2 separate regions of the Macaca mulatta genome follow, and region 1 is linked to region 2. The links are chromatin contacts, called in public Hi-C maps. All regions are on one chromosome and are shown on one strand. The core of a region is the stretch at or near the end of the contact, and the rest is flanking DNA. Distances in the headings are between cores, read along the strand shown.

Region 1 (4,553 bases), core at 1,139-3,638, 59 kb after region 2:
GCCTACAAGGGCTTTACTGGTATTCTTTACAAGGACATTGAAGTTTGAAATATAAGAATCAAGAAAGTTGATAAATTAAGGTTTTTAAAAATGTGCATAATCTGATGGAATTTCATTACCAGAATCCTACACACTAATCCAATGGTTCTCAATTGAGTGAATTCGCTCCCCCAGGGCATTTTGCATCATTACAACTGAGTGGTGGTGGTGGTGGGGGTAAGGGGTGGTGATTCTGCCAAAGAGGCTAGGAACACTGTTAAACATCCTACAATGTATAAAACAGCCTTCCCACCACACACAAAAAAATTCAGTTCAAAATATCTATAATGCCAAGATTGAGAAGCCCTGATCCAATCCAATAAAAGTACCATAAATACCCATCATAGATTATTTACGTAATATAACATAATAGGCAATATCTTATTTTCTGAGACCACACACTGAGTTCAAAGGTCTTGAATCTAAAAGCACAACAAAGAATTCTATTCCTGGCCAGGCATGGTGGCTCATGCCTGTAATCCCAGGACTTTGGGAGGCTGCAGTGGGCAGATCACGAGGTCAGGAATTTGAGACCCGCCTGACCAACATGGTGAAACCCTGTCTCTACTAAAAAAACAAAAATTAGCCGGGCATAGTGGTACCTGCCTGTAATCCCAGCTACTCAGGAGACTGAGGAAGGAGAAACGCTTGAACTTGGGAGGTGGAGGTTGCAGTGAGCCGAGATCATGCCATGCACTCCAGCCTAGGCGGCAGAGTGAGACTGTGTCTCAAAAAAAAAAAAAAAAAAAGAATTATATTCCTTAACCTAATCTTGCTCAATGTAATCTGCTGCAAAGTATTAAACTTTTTAAAAGACCATTAAGAATAAATATACTTTCTATTTCTAAACAAAATAGAAACTTCACAAACTCATACATTTTATTGCCCTGTTCTTCACATTATATGGCATTCCAGGAACTTAGGCAAATCTCATCTTCCAAGATTCTACGGTCTAACTCAAGCTAAAACCAATTCAAAATGAAAACATTTTGGAAATAAAATTACCTACTGTAGTCTAGGAGTCAGCAGGCCTTGGTTTTAGGCTTGAGCCCATCAATGCCTGTGTGACCTTAGAGATTCACTTAGCATTATCTTCTGCACAGCGATGTAAGAATCAAATAGGGTATGAAATCTATCACTTATCTACTGACAATGTCACAAATTACTCACAGGAACCCTCTTTCCAATTTAGCTAATTCTGTGGTTTCCTGATATTTAACTTAGCAATATTCCTCCTACCTATGGTGCTCATTAGTGAAAGTATAGAAATGCTTCTCTTGGTTATTAGTCACATCTCGGATACGTTTATACACGGGGGCACTGCGATTTCTCACTTCTTGAAGAACTGTTTGTAGCACAATTACATTCCTGATGGCAGGGTCCTCAAGAACATCAATCTTAAAAAAAAGAAAGTAAGTTAATTTTTCCTATATTCATTTGTAAGTAGTTTCTGTCAAACACAAAATCCCGTTTTATGTTGGGCATAAATACTTTATGTTTTAAATACACTGAATAAGTTAAGCCAAGAAGCTATTTGGCTATAGAAAACAATAGTCACTAAATCCTTCAGATCTATTTAAAAAGCACACTTAAACAGACCAATCCAAGACTTCGTAGAATTAAGGGTATTAATAAAGAAATACGTTGGCTCACATAGTTTTTGTTCGTAGGCACTTACAAGCTGCCTGGGAGTCGCAGGCTGGAGGCCACAGAAGCCCAGGTCCCCAGCCTCCAGGCACTTACAATCTAAGGCAGAAGAGACACCAGGAGTTAGAAAAATAACGTGTCTAAAATACGACTCCAAGAACTACATTTTTTAAAGCACAAGGAAAAGAACCTCGGCCTGCGGAACAGGCAGCTTGGGTCCCCAGGGGGTTTCCCTTCCCCTAGATCTGAGACACTGCCAAAGACCCTCCTCCCTGAGCCTCAGTTTCCCTACGTGTCATATCCCCTTGTCCCGGTGGGGCCTCGCTGTCCGCGGTTCGCCCGCCCACGCACCTGGTGCAGTAACACATTAGTGTCAGGCAGCAAGTAGTGCGGCTGCGGGCAGAGGCTGCTCGCCGGGTCCTGGGGCTGCGGCTCCAGGGCCGGCCCCTCGTGCGCCCCGCCACACGCTGCGCACCCGGACGCACCGCAGCCGATGTCGTCTCGCAGGTAGTGCTCGCGCACGATCTTCATCACGCCGCCCGCCCGGGTCTTTTTTAAGAACGTCTTGGACTTGAGCATCTTGCCTCGCCGCGCAGAATCCTAACCCCAGCAGTGCTCTTCCAGCAAAAGGCTTCAAGCTAGGACACAACTATGCCTCATCCAGAAGTCCTCTCTTTTCCGTTCCTGGATATTAGTAACACTTCTCGCGGGAAATGTCGAGACAAAAGTTGATTGGCTCTCTGACGGCCGCGATTGGGCGAAAGTGAGGAGGGGCGACAAAGCAAGGCGAGGAGCCATTTCCGCCCGTAGCCTAGGCGGGGCTCGCTTCTGGACTCCACCTCCCATCGTGTATTGCTTTCCGCGCCTCGGAACATCCGGGAGAGCTGACTTCCGGCGGCTTGTGGGAGTGCTGCTTCTATCGTCCTTACGGGTGCGGAGATGGTTGTCTTGGTTACTGGTCCTAACGGTCCCCTGTCCTGAAATCCCTTGTTGAGGGCCTGCAACCTTGAGCTTCCGACTGGAGACGCCTTTGGTCCCTCGAAGTATCTGCACTGGCCGCTGGTCAAGCGTTCAGTGTGGAGTAATTGACTCTTTCGAGGTAACTAGCGACTATCATCCCTTTGCCGCGTGGGGCAAGGAATCCCCCGACCTGCCAAGTTTGGGGCTTAATTTTCGCGCTGAGTGTGTAGGCAGTCCCCGTTTCGGGTCCTTTGTAATCGAGGAGACGATTTGCCTTTGAATTCACTTTTTCTTACCCATTTCCCTTCAAAAAGGAGGGAGGCCGATCTTAGTATAGTTCTCGCTGTTTCCACTCCATACACCTTTCCTTATCATTCAGTTTAGAAAAACTGAAATATTTAATAGCATAATTTGTTATATCATGAGGTATTAAAACAAGGTAGTTGCTAACATTCTTATGAAAGAGTAAGAAGTTATATTTAGAATTTCTTTAACTTTTGTTATACCCTGTTGTTTTCATTCTGCTATCTATAAAAAATGTTTTTGTCTCCCTGTTTTCCCTATTTAAAAAACTTTCAGTGATGACTCATTGCCTATAGAATAAAATCCAACCATATTTTGACATTATGAGGCCCTCCAGTCTTGATCGTTGAGGGTGTGTGTGTGTGTGTGTGTGTGTGTGTGTGTGTGTTTGTTTTGGGGGTGGGGGGCAATGGAAGGAGTAACTATTCCAAGACTTGGCTTTATTTTTTTACTTCCACTCACGTATCGTTAATAACTGCATGATTTCTCCTCTTTACTATGCCTGTCCAAGTCTTTCAAGAGTCTAAGTGCTACCTCCGTGTAACCTTTCCCTGACCAACTCAGTCGTGATTTCTGTTATCTTTGAGCATGTGTTGCTCTTAGTAGTGCCATTCTTGATTATAATGGGCTTTTTTCTTCATCTTGTACATTTCTTTGTTTCGTCCAAATAAGATTCCTCCCCCCAGGAACTGTTGTTTTTTGTTTGTTTGTTTTGTTTCTTTAAAGTTCCTCGAAGACTGAGTTCGTAGTAGGAATTAATGTGTTTGATTTGAGCACTAACTTGCTGCAATAATCTGTTCTAGATTAGGGGTGCACTAAATTGCCTAATATTTATTTAAGGAACCCTTAGTCTCTCTTCAATACCGTCCATGATTTCTGCAGTTAATTTTTAAATTAATGTTGTTTTTTAACCTACAGAATACTAAAATCGAATTAGAGAAGAAAACTGATCCATAATAATAAAAATGTCTCGAAAAATTTCAAAGGAGTCAAAAAAAGTGAACATCTCTAGTTCTCTAGAATCTGAAGATATTAGTTTAGAAACAACAGTTCCTACGGACGATATTTCCTCATCAGAAGAGCGAGAGGGTAAAGTCAAAATCACCAGGCAGCTAATTGAACGAAAAGAACTACTTCATAATATTCAGTTACTAAAAATTGAGCTATCCCAGAAAACTATGATGATCGACAATTTGAAAGTGGATTATCTTACAAAGGTAAGATCAGGTTTAAATTTTGTTTTCTGTATGCTTTATTGTCTTCAAATGGCAGGTAAATAAGAATTAAATACATACACACATTATCTGAACTTGAAATGATACATTTATATTTCTTGACAAGTATAGCCTTTAAATAATTTTGGTGTTCATAGAAGTAGAGAATAGAATGGTGGTTACCAAGGGCTGATGTGGTTGGGGTAAAGGAGGATTGGGGAGATGTTGGTCAAAGGATACATTATTACAGTTGAATAGGAGGAATACATTCAAGAGATCTATTGTGCAGCGTGGTGACTATAGTTAATGACATTGTAATCTTAACACATCAGATGTTAAGTGTTCTCATTACTAAAATAACTATGTGAGGTAGAACATTTGTTAATTAGC
Region 2 (4,241 bases), core at 1,742-4,241:
ATAGTACTACTTTATATATATATTTAAAGTAGTGCTACAGGCCGGGCACAGTGGCTCAAGTCTATAATCCCAGCACTTTGGAAGGCCGAGGCGGGTGGATCACCTGAGGTGAGGAGTTCGAGACCAGCCTGGCCAACATGGTGAAACCCTGTGTCTACTAAAAATACAAAAATTAGCCAGGCATGGTGGCGGGCGCCTATAATCCCAGTTACTCCAGAGACTGAGGCAGGAGAATTGGGTCCTATCCCCAGCTTGAACCTGGGAGGCAGAGGTTGCAGTAAGCCAAGATCACGCCACTACACTCCAGCCAGACTCAGTCTCAAAAAAAAAAGTAAGTGTTATGATAAAGACTCTCGTAAGGAATAACTATCAAAATTAAAATTCAGATGCATAGGATGATTTGAGAGGAAAACAAAAATTAAAGTATAAAGCAATCAACAGAGAATACCTAACATATCAAAAAACTGAAAAGCAAAGGAGGCAACCATACACAGTGGGTTGGGCGGGGGGTGTTGTTGAAAAGGCACGACTATTTTAAGAGAATGCAGAATTTTAAGGATATAAGGATGAAAGCAAAGATCTCATGCAGACCGTATTCTAAATAGGCAGGGATAGTTCTTTTCAGAGTGAGCTACACAGATAACTGATTAATACAAAGTCAGCCTGCTGCCTCCCATGTCTTTAACAAAATCCTTCCATTTCATGATCAAAATGCAAATGTAGCCAAGAGTTCTGCAATTCATATGACTTAAAGGGGGGGTTCACAAATCCTGCCATTGAGAGGAGAAATGGTACTCAAAGTTTTGAAAATTTCACTTTTGATCTCATGGGTTGATTTAAATACTGTGAAACACCACATCCCCTCTCCTTCATTTTTTGTTTTACTTCACTTTTTCATGCTCTTATTCTCTCTATAATCTTCATTTTACACCAGGTTTTCTCAGAAAAGATCTTGATGATGTAGCCAACACAAATCATCAGTTCTCAATTGTACATCAGTGGTTCCACCAGAGAGAAAATGTGAGTTTTCTATTCAAATAGGATCCTACGACCATATACATAAGGAACCTAAGTACAGCTAACATAAGAAAACAGGCTAGAAGTGAGGTCTTTTACTCTACCTTTTTCCAAGGAAACATACAAGATAGTAAATTTTTATACACACAGACACACACACACACACACACACACACATACACATGCATAAATTCACTTACAAAATAAAACTAGTAAGTGTTGATACATCGAAAAGGATAGAAAAATAGGCTGAATATTAACATTCTCAGAAAAACAGCAAGGTAGATACTGAACAAGTGAAAAATTAGATGCAAAGTCTCTAAAAATGTTAATTCTTTGAAAAAGGAACGAGCAGCCAGTGCAGAAAAAGCCAGCAGCCCTTCTGCAGGGGCTATGTAAGAAAATGAGGCCGGGTGTGGTGGCTCACACCTGTAATCCTAGCACTTTGGGAGCCCAGGTGGGTGGATCACCTGAAGTCAAGAGTTCGAGACCAACCTGGCCAACATGGCGAAACTCCGTCTCTACTAAAAATAAAAAAAAAATTAGCCAGGTGTGGTAGCGGGCACCTGTAATACCAGCTACTCTGGAGGCTGAGGGTGGGAAGAGTTGCCTGAACACAGGAGGCGGAGGTTGCAGTGAGCTGAGGTTGCGCCACTGCACTCCAGCCTGGGCAACCACAGCATGACTCCATCTCAAAAAAAAAAAAAAAAAAAAAAGCCTACAGTGAAGGAGAAAGAGATACAGGAGTTAGAATTTCATAGGGTTATCTTTTAACAGAGAGGGAAGCTGACTTAAGTAGCCTCTGGAAAACGTCTAGGCCCACTGCAAATGACATTTAACATCGATCAAACACTCATAATACAGGTGGATGTGAGTAAAAAGGAGACAAAGGAGACTACAAGAGAGATGACATCGGAAATAATATAAAAATAATTGATCATCTTTGATATATTTTTACATGGTTGTCTTATTTAAATATTCACAACTCTTGGAGGCAGGATTTTATTTTAAACAAACAGGCTCAATGTTTAAGTATCTAGTCCAAGCTCACCACAGGGTTATAAAGTGGCATTAGAGAGTAGAGAGAAGGTAATCGGCAAGACACTAATTTCGTGTTCTGCAACGCTTGTGTAGGCTCCAGAGCTTGTGTAGGCTCCAGGGCCGAAAACAGGCGACACCCATAGCACTTGGGCACTGGCGTCACCCGCTTCAAGAGGAAACTAGGATAATTCTGACGAAGGGGGGAACTTAATCATTCGCAGGATATTAAAGGCCGCCTACTTAAGTGCGAAGAACACGAGGCATAGCGGTGACCAAACACCTGGCCCCTGTCCCCGCCAGGATCCCAACCTTGGGGATCCCAACCTTGGGGACCCCCGAAGCGCCCTGCGCGGGAATCCGGTGGGACGCGGCGCGCAGGAGGGAACGGGTGTACTGGGTGGGGTGGGCGTGGCGCTGTCACCGCAGGAGATCGGGCGGGTAGGGCGGACCTGGGACGCGGGATAGAAGGGGCGCGGCATTCGCGCGAGAAGGACGCGGTGCGCAACCGGCTGACTAGGGGGCCGCAACGTCTGGCGCGCGCGACAAACTACGCAGCGGCGGAGACAACTCTCAAGGGATAGGGCCATCAGTCCTGCGGCCCTGGCAGGTCCCTTCCAAAGATCTTCGAAGATGCCGTTTGGGGCACGAAGGGGACCTGAAGTCCTCCCCAGGCTCAGCTCCGCCTGGGGGCCTTGGCTCTGGGAAGGCAGGCAACGTAAAAGGAGCGCAACTGACACTCACCGTCCATGGTCTCCCGCACCGCATTCAGATTCGCCGCCGCGGCCGCCGCCGCCCCCCCAGCGCCGCTGCTACTCGCCATGGCTAAGGCCGAGGGAGGCGGGAGAAGGGCCTGACCCGGAACTGGAGCGCCTTCCTCTCTCCCGGGCAATCACACGGCGCGTCTCCGCTCACGCCGGGCAGGCTCCGCCCCTCGCGCTCGCCGCCGGCGTGAGGCTGCGTTGATTTGAATTTGGAGCCTCGTTCCTCTGCGCGGAACGTGGAGCCAGGAGTTGCTATTCGAATTTTCTACGCGGCCTCCGTGCAATTGGTTGGTTCGCGGATGGCGGGACGACGCGATTGGCCAGTCGCTCACAAGCCCCGTGCCCTGGTTGGCCCAAGACAGCGCGGAAGCGGGGAGTTAAAGAGTCTGTGCCTGACGTGGAAGCTGGCTTGGCCCCCGGGAGCTCCCTGTAGTCGGTATTGGGGGCTTCGTTTTCTACGCACCGGTAGGTAGGTTTTTTATGGTCCCTGACCTTTCCTCCTGTCCGAATGGAGAGGTTTCTTTTCCCAGCTCCTGACTTGCCTGCCCGCTGGCCCCTGGTGAATGGGAGCAGTCAGGGAGTAGGTGTGGAAGACAGGGGCACCAGAAAGAGTGGCCACGTAGGGTGGGGGGCGACGCCTCCTCGGCGCTCCGTCCGAGGAAGCCGGCTGCATCTCAACCTTACAGAAGTAGACTCTTCTCCACCCCACCCCGCCAAGTTGTAGCCTCCTTTGATTGGAAATAATGCAGAGTCGCTTTCTATCCTGGGAGGGGTGAGGGGGAGGTCTTGGCGAAAGGAGGATTTTTGGAGGAAAGGGGATTCAAGGCAGTTAATTTCCTAGCCCCTGTCAATCATACTTCTCTGGCTAGGACTCATGTGTAAGAAAGGCACAAGCTTCTGCATCTCTTACCTGCTTGCTACAAAGAATTGTTTAATAGCAACTGTAGTTGGATGGGGTATCCGAAGAATGTTCATAGTGTTGAGACGTGAGATGATGAATTTTAAAAAAATTGTAGCTATAAGTCCTTTAGTTGAGAAGAGATTTGTGCCTGTTGTAACCTTTAGATCTGAATTCATATTTGATTGCTGCGTATAAGCCACTTCACTTCTCTGAGCTTGTTAATTCTTTCACAGAATAATATCACTAATAACTTACTGCTATAGCTTTCAAGGTTATTTCGAGGATCAGTTGAGAACATTTATATGTGATACTTTTTTCATAAGCTGTATCATAGCCCCAAGAGTGTTAGGTTTTGAGTTGTTTTTGTGACACATTTGTCGAATACATTTTAATAGGTAAAATTAATATCTATGGGACTTTGTAATTTTAACATATGTACTCTTGATTTCTCTTTAGTTTTCTCTCTGTGCTATGGGAGATGTCAAGGAATCTAAAATGCAAATAACACCAGAAACTCCAGG

What was found. Hi-C and Micro-C count contacts between places; a contact is called where the count stands out from the background.
Region 1: a contact with region 2 is called in a Hi-C map of CD4 T cells, with 3 times the contacts expected there. The contact joins the promoter of DIS3 here to the promoter of BORA in region 2. A contact is called at or near these places in 2 of 14 Hi-C or Micro-C datasets (CD4 T cells and fetal cortex germinal zone).

Annotation. Positions count from the first base shown.
Region 1 is chr17:67,540,295-67,544,847 of T2T-MMU8v2.0, forward strand. DIS3 (DIS3 homolog, exosome endoribonuclease and 3'-5' exoribonuclease) reads right to left here and starts at 2,389. Exons shown (of 20, transcript XM_077974338.1): 1 at 2,038-2,389; 2 at 1,279-1,436. The coding sequence starts at 2,265. PIBF1 (progesterone immunomodulatory binding factor 1) reads left to right here and starts at 2,567. Exons shown (of 16, transcript XM_077974345.1): 1 at 2,567-2,785; 2 at 3,868-4,166. The coding sequence starts at 3,915.
Region 2 is chr17:67,480,563-67,484,803 of T2T-MMU8v2.0, forward strand. It overlaps BORA (BORA aurora kinase A activator), which reads left to right and starts at 2,992. Exons shown (of 11, transcript XM_028837564.2): 1 at 2,992-3,284; 2 at 4,177-4,241. MZT1 (mitotic spindle organizing protein 1) reads right to left here and starts at 2,921. Exons shown (of 3, transcript XM_015121179.3): 1 at 2,800-2,921. The coding sequence starts at 2,878.